Linked DNA regions of Mus musculus: regions 1, 2, 4 and 5 are each linked to region 3. The links are chromatin contacts, called in public Hi-C and HiChIP or PLAC-seq maps. All regions are on one chromosome and are shown on one strand. The core of a region is the stretch at or near the end of the contact, and the rest is flanking DNA. Distances in the headings are between cores, read along the strand shown. Region 1 has its middle 510 kb from the start of Gm20125. Region 2 has its middle 220 kb from the start of Gm20125. Region 3 overlaps Gm32543 (a long non-coding RNA gene). Region 4 overlaps Gm20125 (predicted gene, 20125). Region 5 has its middle 84 kb from the start of Nhsl1.

Region 1 (2,700 bases), core at 153-2,652, 990 kb before region 3:
AGTACCCTGTGAGAGATATAAAGAAAATAGAGAGAGGGCAAAGATAGCAGTATAAATGAATTATGTACCTTATCTGATGGTGATTTTGTAACAATATGGATTGTTCTCATACACTCCAGTTCCTGAAAATATGTAACTTACATATTTGTTATTTATTGTGACTCTGTTATACCTGTCTTAAAGCTGTTAGATCACTTCTGAGTGGATTTACACAAAAATCTGTGCCCTTCCCCCAGCCTTGAGTTAGCTAAACAAGTCTCTGGTCATGGAACCTAGTCTGGCTACATTTGCATCTTCCTGCCTGAGCCTTGAGGAGCTGACCACCTACTGAGTTTACTTTACAGCTCAGTCCATCTGAAACAAAGGGATGGCTTTTTGGGTTTTGCCTATAGAAACACAGAGCTGAAAATTAAAATTTGAGCCATGATCAGAGAAACATTATCTTGGCTTGTTATTTCTCTTGACCGCCTCAGCTCTCCTTCCAGGTATACCCAGTTCTCCGTGGCCACTGGATGGCTACATATATTTTCAGAAATATGCCTTTTTAAAAACTGTGTAGCTGGTTTAAAACTAGATATGCCTGGTGAAGCCATGTCATAAGCATACAATAGAACTGCTTCCCGGGAAGTCCAGACATTGCTGGCCTTGCTTTTGTGTCTTCCATCCACTTTTACTAGCAGATTAACTAGAGATGTTCTCATAACAGGAGAATTAAAAACAGGTGAGGAGAAACAAGGTCAGCCTCTCCCAACTTCAAGGACCACTGAGCATACAATCACCCTTGCTTCTATTTAAAGCAAGTCACATAATCAGGTTCAAAGTCAGGGATATAAATATATTCTCTGATTATGAGCCTTTAGTAAGGTTGTGTGTGCAGACGCACTAGAAATTAGGCCAACAAGAGAATCTAATGGCACAGATAATATGGCATTTTGTTCAAAATATTTCTAAACCATACTAATCATTGCAATGCAGGAGTACTTTGACTGCTCAATATACCTTGATAGTTTGTCAAGTAAACTGTAACAAACAACCCTGAAGCATATGATTTTAATGCAAACTACCTTGGTTCTGCAAAAAGCACAAGTAGAAATCAGCTGCTGTGCCTGGGTGAGCCCTTTCTCTTTCAGAATCCTCAACAAGGGCTGCTTGAATGCCAAACTCTTGCAATTTGGATTTATACATTTCTAAATGGCTCTCAGCTTGAAATTCTCGCAGCGTTTATTGTATTGTTTTTAAGGAGTCTGGAATTAGCAAACTCATTTAGACACTCTTCTTGCTTTCATCGGCTCCTCATTTCAGCAAAGAGTACCCAGGAGAATTTCAAGGTGACTCATGGTGTACAGAGGTTTGGAGTAATGTTAAAAGCATGACTCATCCCCATGGATTGATGATTCTGCTGACTAACACAGCTGCCCACATGGTGTCCTAGTTAGAGAACAGGAAGTGAGAATCCTGTCTCTTGGCAAGATGTACAGTGCTTTAAAGCAGAAACATGAGCTTCAGGAGAGAGACAGGTTATGTTTGTCAAAGTAAGTTAACCATAGCTGTCTTACTGGAGATAATCATCTCTCTAGGGTAAGGTACACTTGGCTTCAGCAAAATCTCCAGTGAAGCAAAAATCACAATTCAATTCGAATAGAAAACCTTGGTAATCTTCCACAGAAATACAGCCATGGCATACATTGGAGAGGATAGAAATCTGTCAGGTCGATGTTTTTATCTGATTTTTTAAAAATTATTTTTGTAGCAAGTGGAGAGAGAAGATAAACAAAAGGTTTCAGTGTGTGATTTTTTTCCATTAATGTTCTTTTAATAAAAGCCTAGGACTGTTACTTAGAACTAGTGCTCAAAGAGCATCTGCTTTTCTGGCCATTAGTACCAGAGGAAAACGAAGAGGAGGAATAAAAAGCAGAATCCAGTAGTTCAGAGCACATATATAACTAACTTGTTCTCCAAGAAGAACTCGGAAGTAGGTAAATGCATACTAATAGGTCTAACCCTGCAGACCAAACTACAGCTGGAGAGCAGGCCATGAGCATCCCCCATCTGTCCTTCTGATCTTGTTATTATGTGGCACAGAAGGGGATGAAGGTCCCTGCTGCTAGGAAAAGGCAGATCATAGCTAGAAAGGTAAATGTCAAGGAGGCAATAAGGTTAAAATATAAAATCATAACCAAGGGCAACAGCATTGGTTTTCAGAGAATGCCAACTGAAAAGAAATCATTGTTGAAAAGCAGAAAGAGAGCAACAAGAGGAGAAAATACAGAAGAGTTACAAAAGTCTATTTCTAAGAAATCCTGAGGGGTCAGCTGGAACTTTCCGGATATGTATTAGAAGCATACAATAGGGAAAAGGAGATTCTTGCTTTTTTTCATGGCAAAAGGCATATGTACACCTACACAATGAGGTAAACTAAACCCCATCACATTTCTGCTATGTCTTGGTACAATGATAGGATGTAACTAGAAAGATTATGAAAGGGATACACACACCGTCTCCCCAACCAGGTCAATGAAGGAAAATAAATCAATGGAAACCTTTTGTCCCACCTCCTAGAAGTGCTTCCATTTAAAGAACTGTGTATATACAAGCCCCCATTGCTTCTGTCTCCTTTTTTGTCTAATAAATAATAGAGATAAGTCAAAACACTTCAATTTCCAAATACAACACATCAAAAGGATTTGGTTCAATTTGTTT
Region 2 (2,700 bases), core at 158-2,657, 700 kb before region 3:
AGTAAAGACACTGTTTAATAGCTGAATATTTAAACTAGATATTATACATTCAGAACCATGGCATAGTATTCAACAACAATAATGCAATTAATTATTGACCGGTTCAACGTTCACATAGATCTCAGGACATTATGCTGAGGACAAAATCCAATTAATTGACTGAACAACCCAATCAAAAAGGTTACATACTATATATTTAATTAATCTAACAAAATAAGAAAGACAGAGTTCTAGAAATGGAACAGAGATCAAAGGTTGCCAACTATTGAGGCTACTTGGAGGGAAAAGAGGGAATAAAATAACTATGAAAATATGGCATGAAAGATATTTTTGTAGTTGTGAAATACCTGCTTTTCATGATTGAAGTAGTTCTTGCACAGAACTGCACATGGGATAAAATGACACAGAAGCACATGTGCTTAGTAAGATGCTAGCTTGTTGCACTGTGCATTGTACTATATTTATGTGAGACCAAACTCCTTGGGAGAAAACTGGATTAAGGTTGCATGAGAAGCCTCTATAGTATTTTTCTAAATCTCTATAAATCAATAAAAAAATTTAAAAACCATTCAATAGTTTATTAAAAATCAAATCCCTGAGTAAACTACTTAGTTACATTAATTTCTTTTTGAGTTGACTACATGTTTACCAGATTCTACAAGCAGAGTTGGCACCCTTTAGCCTTCAAATGTAATCTTAACATTATTAGACATGAAGAGGAATGCCTGGCATCCCTGGTCTCTACTCCCACTTCTCATATTCAGAAGCCCTGCTGTGGGGCTAGGCTGATACTGTGCTTTCTCCCCACTCAGTTCACTTCATCAAGGCTTTCTTTCCTACATCCTATTATCAGCACCAGAACTAACTAGGATGCCAGATCAAGAACTTTACCTTCTGATCCTTCTGATTGACTTGGCAGAACAATGTGACCCACACTCAGCATTCTATAGACTGGTGAAATTAGTACATTCTTTTAGATGGACAGAGTCGAGCTTAAAATTAAACTAGCAAAACAGTATCATACTTGAATGAATGAATCCCTTTCTTATTAATCTTCTTTTCTTTTTTTTAAAATTTTATAAGACAGGCCAAATATCAGGTGGAGCTGAGGGCATCTTATGGAAGAGTGGGGGATGGAACTGAGCAAACTGGAGTGGTCAAGGATACCACAAGGAGTCCTACAGAGTCACCTAACCATGGGGACTCACAGAGACTGAACCACCAACCAAAGAGCATAAAGGGGCTGGCCCTAGGCCCTCTACAAATTTGTATCAGATCTACAAGTTGGTTTTCATGTGGAGCTGTCTTTGACTCTGTTGCCTGCCATTGGATCACCTTCCCCAGGGAAACTGCCTGCTTGGGCCCACTGGGAGAGGAATGTGCTTAGTCATGCTGAGACTGGATGTGCCAGAATGGAGTGGTACCCAAGGGGGATTTCCCCTTCTCTGAGGGGACTGGTCATGGGGTGGCATGGGACTTATAAGAGTAGGACTGAGAAGAGAGAGTAGCTGCAATCAGGAGGTAAAGTGAGTGAATGAGTAAAGAAATAAATGAAAAAAGAAAAGAAAAAAAGTGGTATATAATACACTTCTGCTTTGTTTTACTGAATACTTTAATGTGGGCATGTCTGATCAAGCCATGACTTGGCAGTATATAATCCTGTGATATATATGGATACATTTGCTGGCCTGTCCTCTAGGACTATAATCTGGAATGGAAAGTTCCTAATCAGCCCTGTGCTTATGTACATGTCCCAGTATTGCTTTTACTAAAGACTGGTCATCACAGGGCTTCCTGTGATTTTTAACACCATCCTTTGCAGCAGCCAGTAAAAGCAAGTGTATCTTTTCACATGTACGAAGAATGACTATTCATAATAATGGCTTCTCAAAGTCACAAGAAAGCAAAAAAAAAAAAAAAAAAAAAAAAAAAACCAAACCGAACCAAAAATAAAAAACAAACAGAAAGGCTCAAAGTACTCAAAGCCACTCCTTGGAATTCCCACCAATGTTCTTTCCCTTCCCAGACAAGTCTTCCCCTTGTGATTCTAAAGAAAATTCATGAAAGCATTTTCTTTTTTATAAGAAAGTTGTTTTAACTCATTACTGAAAATCATGCCTAAGAAATGCTAAAAAGTCATAAAACACCACTTTGCCTCTCAATGAAGTGTGCAGCATGTATTTATAAGCTTTTAGTATAATAATTTTATAACCAAACAGCTGCTGGAACAATGAATTTTTATAACCACTGTCTCAGTTGGCATTTTTCTCCTAAATATGACAAAATAAAGTTTTTGTGATACAATCCATCTAGCTCAGCTGCATTTAATAGAATCATCAGCAAAAGAAGAATCCGTGAGATAAAAACCATACTCCTAGCAGAATGAAATTAAAAAATGCATGTTGTTAATCTACTGTTTTTACTTACGTTTTCCTGGTGGTTTGTATAATAGTGTTTTTTATGTCCCCCAAACAAATAACAGCTATGTCATTTTAAAGCTACTTTGGATAAATATTTGTTTTCTGTTTATCATCAAATCAACATAAGGTCATCTTTTCACATGGCTACCTTTGTGCTATATATTACGACAGGCTGAATATATCAATAAAGACTTGATATTACCTTTCATTTAAAAACCAAGAAAGCTACTGGAAATAGATATAATCAAGTAAAATACAACGGGACATGTGGATGCCACCC
Region 3 (2,700 bases), core at 163-2,662:
CAATTACATTTCTCCTTTCCCTTTCCTTCTTCAGAACTTTCCCATCTCCTCCTCCTCCAGATTCATGGCCTTTTATTTCATTAGTTGATACTGTGTGCAGCTATAGATAATCTTTTTCTGCAAAGAGTGTGAAGCTTAGGACTTCTCAAAGCATGTGTAGAGCTGGGGTAGTTTGATCCCCCCACCCCCACCCCCGCAGCAACCCGTACAAAACAACCACCACCAAACCAAACAAACAAAGAACTGTTAGCATTTCCATGGCTTCAACTAGACCACGGAAGTGGAAGAGAAAAGGACCATGCAGAAAGTGACACAACTGGATTTCTGACTGATAAGGGGGTTAGAGTGCTCTACAGAGCAGCAAAACAGATTCCAGGCTGGTCTTCAATGTCCTGGTCTTTCACAGGCTCTCTGACCTCTGTTTACCAGAAGGCTTCCACGGTCGTTTTCCTCACCCACCCCCATTTCCTGTATTAGGAGGTGTTGGGCCTGGCCTATGCAACAGCAATCTACAGCAGTCAGAAACCAGAGGTTTTCCTGGTTCTCTGGACAGTTGCTCATCACTAAGCAGGAAACAAGTTGGGGAGGGCCACAAGACTCTTGGTGTCTGGCTCTGAGGAGGTACAGATGAAGATGTGATACCAGAGAGAATGAGGGGCTACAGAGAAAAGGACAAAAAAGTAGCCATCTGGGGAGGAAGTTAGGAAGTCAGAGCTAGATGGAAAGCTGCAAAGAAACTTCTCGAATCCCTGGTGTGTGAGTTGTGAAGGAGAGAGGAGCAGATCTCCAGTCAGAATGGGGTTAGAATGGCAAGATCCTCCATTGTCTACCCAAGGAAAACGATGGCAGCGAAGCAGAAGTTTTTCTTAGGATTCAGTGTCTCTGTCTCTTCCTCCCTGTGGTTTCACTGGGCTATGAAGACGCAGTCTGGGCGTGACCTGACACTCACTGGAACGCAGCTTTCCCTGGACACACCAATCTGCCCATCCCAGGACACCTAGGGACAAAGAACAGGGAAATGTACAACCCTTAGGGTTGCTTGTGAGCTTGAAGAAAGGGGTGGGGAGAGAGAGGGTTGCAAAAGGAGCAATCAACGACATAAGAGAGGGAGTATGGAAGGAACAGAAGTGTTCAATCCAACATGCATGTCTCTTAGGTTTATTGGATGGGTTTAATCTCACGGTCTGCTATAAGCAAATTGAAACCTGATCCTAAATTCATTCCAATAAGACCATAATTTAAAGGGCATAAAGTTCTGCTCAGAAAAAGGCTTCCCTTCAGCCTTCTTTTCACTCCCACATTTACTTCTCGGGCTTAGACAAAGGCTTTGTGCTTTAACTCTCCTGCACAGTGGAGACAGAGTATCTGTGTTGATAATGACTCAGCACAAGGGCTCTTGAGTCTTTCCCCCACTACTTTCAGAAGAAACAGGGCTGGATTGCTTAATTGTTCCTTCCTGAACTGTAGAAGAAAAGGACTCAGGACTCAGGAGTCAGAAGGGCAAGATTAGAGCCTTGACAGATACAGAGAAAATGGTTTTCGCTAAGATAAACAAGGATTTTTACCATCAAAATAGGAAATCCTTCAAAGCACTATGGTGCTTAGTCGCCAGTCAGTTAAAACAGCAAAGGAAGGGAAAGAGTGGGAGAGAGTTAATCTATATCCAGAATTCTTAATTAGATGGTTAAAAGCAAAACAAAACAAAGAGAAAAATAGCCTTAGCAGCCAAGCCTGTGTGTTCAAGTTGAGCAAGGAAAAAGGACTTTGAACTGAAGTTGCAGGCACCAGCATACCACCCTAAGCCAGTGCACTCTTGATAGAAGCAGCTAGCCACTATTCTGGAAACTTCCTTCCCTGCTGAGAATCTATTAACAATTTTATCTTCTCCAAACTCAAAGCCAATTTTGTAAATAAATGGAAAACTTTTTAAGACAAATAATGCTTAATCATTTGTAAATTGTACAATGGCCCTGATTTACAAAAGATCTCCTCTCTAATGAATAATCCAGGGGAGTCTAGACTCACCCCTACAGGAAAAGCCTGTTTTCCTTTCACCCACATTTCCTCTCTCACAAACACCAAAAATGCTTCCCAGACTAACTTTAACTAGACTTGCTAGATACCAGAGAGAGAACACCCAGAGATAGCCTATGCAATTTTACTGATAATTGGGTAGAATAAGGAAAAAGAAATCAACATATTTAAGTATTATATAATGAAGAGGGGGTTGAGATATGAAGGTGGTCACCTATAGGCTCCTGACTGGAATACAAACCTTTCTGTACCTATCATGTGTCTCTCTCAAAGTACATTTTCATTTGTAATTAAAATCCACCGTGATTCACACCCTTGGTTGGTTTGAACTCTGTTTCTGTTTTCATCTTCAACTGAAAGTTAACTGGGTGTTGATTACTTGTTGAATAGACTCCACCTCAGCAAGCATTGTGAAGCTGCAGCTCAGAATGCTCACTCCAGGGCCTAGCACTGCTCAGATGCCATCTACGGTCCATCTTGCCAAGGAATGAAGATTAAATGAGAACGACTTTTCCTTCACTCCCTTCTTGCAACTGTAGGCAGAAAAACTGAAGCAAAGGATAAAAAGAGAGAAAGAGAGGGATGGAGGAGACAGGGAGAGCATACTTTGTTGCTGGTCTATCTTCAATGTTACACATTACTCCCAGCAAGCAATGTCTTTAATGC
Region 4 (2,700 bases), core at 138-2,637, 580 kb before region 3:
TAGTTTCCAAAACCACAAACCTCACAAGTGTTTAGATCCCAGACTTGTAAACAGGTTTGATTTCCTCTTACTGAGCGTCTTCCTTCCTTGTTCCTTATTGCATTCAGCTGGCTCTAATTCCTTTCCATGTACTTAAAGAAATGAAATATTTCATCTGAATTAAGAGCAATCATGTATTTGAGAAGATCAATCCAGAAAGAACAGAAAAGTGAATTGTTTTCAATGAAGCTGTTTACAGTGACTGAGCAGCTAGGGGTTAGATGAATAAATAAAAAGACCAGTAATTTCATTGAATTATATTGTTCAATTTCAATTGTGTCTCTTAATGTAAACAGCTCAGTGATTGATGCATTATCGAATATTCGTGGAGTGTGTGTGTAATGAATATGTTTATGAATGACCCAGTGAGAGAAAATCAATCTTAGAAAGATTTCTCTGTTGAATTGTAGTTTAGATGATTGCAAATCAAAGTTTAAAATGTCTGGATTACAACATTGAGTACTTCAAACTTTCAGAGGGAAAATAAAGGACCTGAAAGGCAACATAATAAAGTGACATGTAGTAAAGAAAACAGACAGTGTTTTCTAACGTACTTTTTTAGTATTTAAAGTCTTATGTCAAAGTAATAATAAAACTAGGAGCCAGTAGACAGGAATGGTGGCACACACTGGCAGGATCTCTAGTTCAAGACCATCCTCGACCATTCGTGTTAGGAGCCTATCTGAAAAACAATAATGATTTTGTTATTGCTTAAGAAAAGTAAGTCCATTTATTATTTCTGTCACTAATGTGGAGGAAAAGCTGACAGAAACTGTTTAAGGAAGACAGGGTTTGTTCTGGGTTAGAGTTTGAAGGTAAACAGTCCTTTGTGGAAAGACAGGTATGCCAGCAGAAGAGTGCTTCTGCTAGTCATATTACACCCACAGTCACAAATCAGACAGAAGCAAGAGCAGAGGAGAAGAGAAGCTGGGACCAGCTCTGATTTTCCCTTACTCAGACTGAGACACCTGTGCATGTTATGATGTCACCCACATTTACAGTGGGTCTTCCCACTTGAATTAACCCAGTAAAGAACATCCCTTACACACATACCCAAAATTTGGCCTTCTAAGTAACTCTAGATCTTGTCAAATTTGCCAATTCATATTAACCACAACTATTACCCAAGCATCCTAAAATCATAATAATGTATGCCAGCCGTTGAAAGCAATCATGCTTTTCTTTTAGAATTATGGAATTATGAAGTACCTGCCAGGAAAATCCACTTTTTATTCTAGCCAATGGATCAACCATCTGTGAAAATACTACTTCCTGTGAGCTACTCACTGAACCACATCCCCTGAGTGCCATGCTTGTCCAAGTGTCTGAAGTGATTGACAAAGCAAAGCATTAACATCTTTTGGGGAGTACCCAGTTGCGAAATGTCTCACTTCCCCCTTTCATCCTGACTCCTCTAGTTCTGTAAATGTGCTTAAATTACACTCAGCTTAAAACTCAAGCCTTTTCCATTTCCTGTCTCTGTCAATCTACTACCAACACTTCACATTTTCTTTTGTTCCACGGTAGGCAAAGTGCTTTATTTACTTATTTTTATTCATGTGATATCTGGGGAAATGATGGCAGAGAGATTTCCCAACCACAGACCAGACTGGATCCGCAACCAGGAGAATGAGCTTCACGGGGGGAACTTGTTACATACAACAGTTTACACACAGACCCAGGTTAACCTAATCAGACCTTGCATTTTAACAAGATACCTCAGTGAACAGTACATGCGAGTTTATTAAGCATTGACCAAGGAAAAGTAATAGATTTGCTTATGATATCTAAACCTGTGAGGAAAAGAGCCCAAAACGAACAACAATGAAAAGATATCCCAGCTCTATGTTCCTGAGCCCAAATATGGCATTACTATAAATGTGACTTTTGGGAACAACAACAACAAAATCACATGGCAAACTTTTGGAGCTAACCTCAGATAACTAAAAAAACAACAAACAAATACAATATCTGCAGGTGAATCCAATAGATCAGGGTGTGTTTGTGGGGGGAGGGGTAATTGGTAAGCAAGTCTCAGTTTGAGAAGATTGTTCATGTAGTACACATGAGCTAAGTTCAAGTGAGTACCACCCATCTCACATCATTCCTTCCTTTCTATGCCCTTCATCTCCTGCTATAACTAACTCACTGTTCCCTCTGAGTATAAGTCAGTGGCCACTTTATCCTCCTTTAACTAACTGACGTAATTATCTCTCTCTGTCTCCCTTTCCCTCTCCCTCTCTTCCTCCCTCCTTTCTTCCTCCCTTTCCCTTTCTCCTCTTCCCTTCCACTTCTTCTCCCACTTCTTCTCTCTCTCTCTCTCTCTTTTACCTGTATTGCTTACTCTATATTCATTCTTCATCCAACAACTCTTTCAAAGTTTCAGATAATGACTTCATTGGAGTACTTCAATGGATGTACCACAGCCTCTTAAATTATTCTTACATGCCCTTAATAGATCCCAGTATATCTTCAAACTCCTGCCCCATCTTCTACACGTGTGTTATGTTAAACATCACAAGGAATGATCTGAGAAAACCCATCAAAGAAAGCAGAGGTGTCTCTAGGTAAGTTTCTGTCTCTAGCAACAAGATCAAAACGAGAGTGTTATTCAAGATCTCTTTACAGCAAACATTCAATAGGTTCCTTCTGCCCTAAGCC
Region 5 (2,700 bases), core at 161-2,660, 750 kb after region 3:
CCTATATAAAGGATGTGGAAGAAGGAAGCTCGTACTCTTGCCTGCTTGCGCTCACTCTTGCTGGCATGGCACGTTTCTTCACTGGCATTAAAGCCTACTTCTTTGGGATTCCAGTGTATACTGAAGACCAGCAGAGACATCTAGTCTCATGGACTGAACAACTACTGGATTCCTGGATTTTCTGTTGCTACACAGCTATTGTTGGAATAGCTGGAACACAGACTACAGGCCTCTCTAATAAATCATATATATGTGTGTGTATATATATATATATGTATATATATATATGTAGTCATGTATACACATATATGAAACACACACACGCATCCAGTAGTTGTTCAGTCCACAAGGCTGGATGTCTCAGCGGGTATCATATATATATGTATCTCTGTGTGTGTGTATGTATGTATGTATGTATGTACATCGATTCTGTCACTTGTTTCTCTAAGAGCCCTGACTAAGTGTACTGATCTTAAGTGTACTGCATTTACAGCGACTGAATGTGACTCTTTGACACATGCTTTCCTCAGCCAGACTGCAAGCTACTTGAGGTTAGGGATGGCAGCACATCTGTTATTATAGAGCTCAGTACAGTGACTGGATATTATCACATGTATACTATAACATTGTGTGTGTGTGTGTGTGTGTGTGTGTGTGTGTGTGTGTGTGCGCATGCGCATATACACTCTCGGATGTGCACACACCATGACACATGGAAGTCAGAGGAAACTTACTGAAGTGTTTTCTCCTTCCCCCTTGTGGGATCCAGGGGTCAACTCAAGCTGTCAGGGTTGGTGGCAAGTGCCTTTATCCACTGAATCATCTCACCGGACCTGTTTCTGTGCAAGTAGAACTTGATTAATTTTGCTGCTGACTAAATAAGGCTACATTGAAAATTGTGACAAGGGGCAGAAGTGTGAATAGCTGTGTCTGGGCTCTGTTAACAAGCAAGAGCCTTCGCTCTGCAGAGACGGGCAGATTCTCACTGGCATGGCTATGTTTGGTTTTTAAGGTCTGTGGGCGTGCTCCCTCACCCTCAGTACTTGGGATCTGACTAGGGCATATTAGGAAATGCTCTAATTTTAAATCTGAAGGTTGTCTATGGCCTTGACTCACATTATGGCCCAGGCAGCCTTTGAACTCAGTATTTTGCTTCTACCTCCAAGTAGCTAGAACTATAGACCCGTGGCTTGGCCTTACAGCTAATTTTATTGAGACACAATTCCTAGATCCAGCCATTCTCAGTGTAGGGGCCAGTGACTTCTAGTGTATTCAGACATGAGAAACATGACCACAGCCTATTTGCATGGCCCCCCACATCCCGGGAGTCAGTCTCCCTTTCTTCTTGACCTTCCTACCTCCAGGTCACTGGGAGTCTCCTTTCTGCCTCTGTGGATTTAACTGTTCTGAACATTCCAGACAAGTGGACTCATGCCGGCTGTGGGCTTTGTACTTCCTTTACCAAGCAAATGTTTCCCAGGCTCAGCATTCGCTGCTTTCCATGACTAACACTCACAAGCTCCTGTGAAGTGGGACTGTGGATTAAAAACCCATTGTTCAGATTTGTTTATCATTTCTGTTACTGATGTTTTGCCCGCATGTATGTCTGTGTGAGGGTGTCAGATCCCTTGGAACTGGAGTTACAGACAGTTGTGAGCTACCATGTGGGTCCTGGGAATTGAACTAGGGTCCTCTGGAAGAACAACCAGTACTCTTAACCTCTGAGCCACCCTTCCCCCTTTCTATTTTATTCCAAAACCAATAAAATAGAAAGGCTAGACTGCATTTTTAAGCCCAATTTATAGATCAAGAAATGAAAGTTCTAGGGCTAGTAAAAGGTGTTAGTAAGACAAGGTCTTGTGATTTCTGCTCTAAACTCTTTTTTTTTCCTAAAAGATTTATTTATTTATTTTATGTATATGAATATTACTGTAGCTGGCTTCAGACCACCGGAAGAGGGTATTGGATCCCATAACAAATGATTGTGGGCCACCATGTGGTTGCTAGGAATTGAACTTAGGACCTCTGGAAGAACAGTCAGTGCTCTTAACCTCTGAGCCATCTCTCCAAGTCCTACTCTAAATTCTTTTCAGTTTGTTTTAAAAGCACTTACTGGGACTTATTGGGACTGAGCATGTAGCTCAGTGGTAGGTTGCTTGCCCATCATGAGTGAAGAGAGACCTGGGTTTAGTCCCTTGCACTGCACGAAACTGAATGTAGTATCTCGTGTCTGAAATCCAGTCCTTGGGGACAGAGGAGAGAACAGCAGGACATGAAAGTCATTCTAGGCCACATGGTGAGTTTGAGGCTAGCCTGGGCTACCTGAGACCCCCGTCTTGACAACAATAGAGAACTTCCTGAGTAAATATGAAATCCTGCTGCCAACAGAGCATAGGAAAAGGCAATTTAAAATAATAGTTGTAGAAAGAATGCCCACCCCTTTAGATTCTAGAAGCATTGAGAGGGTTTGCTGTGCCGTCTAACCACAGGGCACCTTTTATACTATGGCATTTTTGTTGCAGTAAATCTCCCATCCCAAATATGCCCGGGCAATGAAAGCACAACACAGTTAATATGATTACATGCTGTGCGCCTAGATTGGGCAGATCTACCGCTACACTACCATCTTCCACAGCTTAGAACTTTCGGTTTCTCCAGGCCATGTGCTTCTGCTCCGCTTTTCTTCTTCCTCCTCCTCTG

Evidence for each region. Hi-C and Micro-C count contacts between places; a contact is called where the count stands out from the background. HiChIP or PLAC-seq counts read pairs in DNA pulled down with a chosen protein or histone mark.
Region 1: a contact with region 3 is called in a Hi-C map of bone marrow-derived macrophages, with 9 read pairs. The contact joins two enhancer-like sites. A contact is called at or near these places in 2 of 484 Hi-C or Micro-C datasets (bone marrow-derived macrophages and nephron progenitors) and 3 of 115 datasets of contacts at active chromatin or transcription factors (the NIH/3T3 cell line, large pre-B cells and pancreatic cancer cells).
Region 2: a contact with region 3 is called in an H3K27ac HiChIP or PLAC-seq map of embryonic stem cells, with 3 times the contacts expected there. The contact joins two enhancer-like sites. A contact is called at or near these places in 2 of 115 datasets of contacts at active chromatin or transcription factors (both in embryonic stem cells) and 1 of 9 other capture datasets (embryonic stem cells).
Region 4: a contact with region 3 is called in a Hi-C map of bone marrow-derived macrophages, with 18 read pairs. The contact joins two enhancer-like sites. A contact is called at or near these places in 3 of 484 Hi-C or Micro-C datasets (bone marrow-derived macrophages, granulosa cells and myocytes) and 1 of 115 datasets of contacts at active chromatin or transcription factors (cardiomyocytes).
Region 5: a contact with region 3 is called in a FOXA1 HiChIP or PLAC-seq map of pancreatic cancer cells. The contact joins two enhancer-like sites. A contact is called at or near these places in 1 of 484 Hi-C or Micro-C datasets (embryonic stem cells) and 2 of 115 datasets of contacts at active chromatin or transcription factors (embryonic stem cells and pancreatic cancer cells).

Annotation. Positions count from the first base shown.
Region 1 is chr10:16,588,214-16,590,913 of GRCm38.p6, forward strand. No RefSeq gene overlaps it. Among named protein-coding and RNA genes, the nearest start is that of Gm20125, 510 kb to the right of the region's middle. Within about 2 kb of position 1,403, at least 113 of the 459 cell types and tissues checked have an H3K27ac peak or open chromatin away from gene starts, as enhancers often do. A contact at or near this core is called in the NIH/3T3 cell line, bone marrow-derived macrophages and pancreatic cancer cells, where this site is marked.
Region 2 is chr10:16,877,029-16,879,728 of GRCm38.p6, forward strand. No RefSeq gene overlaps it. Among named protein-coding and RNA genes, the nearest start is that of Gm20125, 220 kb to the right of the region's middle. Within about 2 kb of position 1,408, at least 40 of the 459 cell types and tissues checked have an H3K27ac peak or open chromatin away from gene starts, as enhancers often do. A contact at or near this core is called in embryonic stem cells, where this site is marked.
Region 3 is chr10:17,574,644-17,577,343 of GRCm38.p6, forward strand. The region is part of intron 3 of Gm32543 (a long non-coding RNA gene); the gene reads right to left. Among named protein-coding and RNA genes, the nearest start is that of Gm32656, 84 kb to the right of the region's middle. Within about 2 kb of position 1,413, at least 167 of the 459 cell types and tissues checked have an H3K27ac peak or open chromatin away from gene starts, as enhancers often do. A contact at or near this core is called in the NIH/3T3 cell line, bone marrow-derived macrophages, embryonic stem cells and 1 more, where this site is marked.
Region 4 is chr10:16,995,599-16,998,298 of GRCm38.p6, forward strand. The region is part of intron 1 of Gm20125 (predicted gene, 20125); the gene reads right to left. Among named protein-coding and RNA genes, the nearest start is that of Gm20125, 99 kb to the right of the region's middle. Within about 2 kb of position 1,388, at least 57 of the 459 cell types and tissues checked have an H3K27ac peak or open chromatin away from gene starts, as enhancers often do. A contact at or near this core is called in bone marrow-derived macrophages, where this site is marked.
Region 5 is chr10:18,322,476-18,325,175 of GRCm38.p6, forward strand. It overlaps a transcript of Nhsl1 not described here. Among named protein-coding and RNA genes, the nearest start is that of Nhsl1, 84 kb to the right of the region's middle. Within about 2 kb of position 1,411, at least 35 of the 459 cell types and tissues checked have an H3K27ac peak or open chromatin away from gene starts, as enhancers often do. A contact at or near this core is called in pancreatic cancer cells, where this site is marked.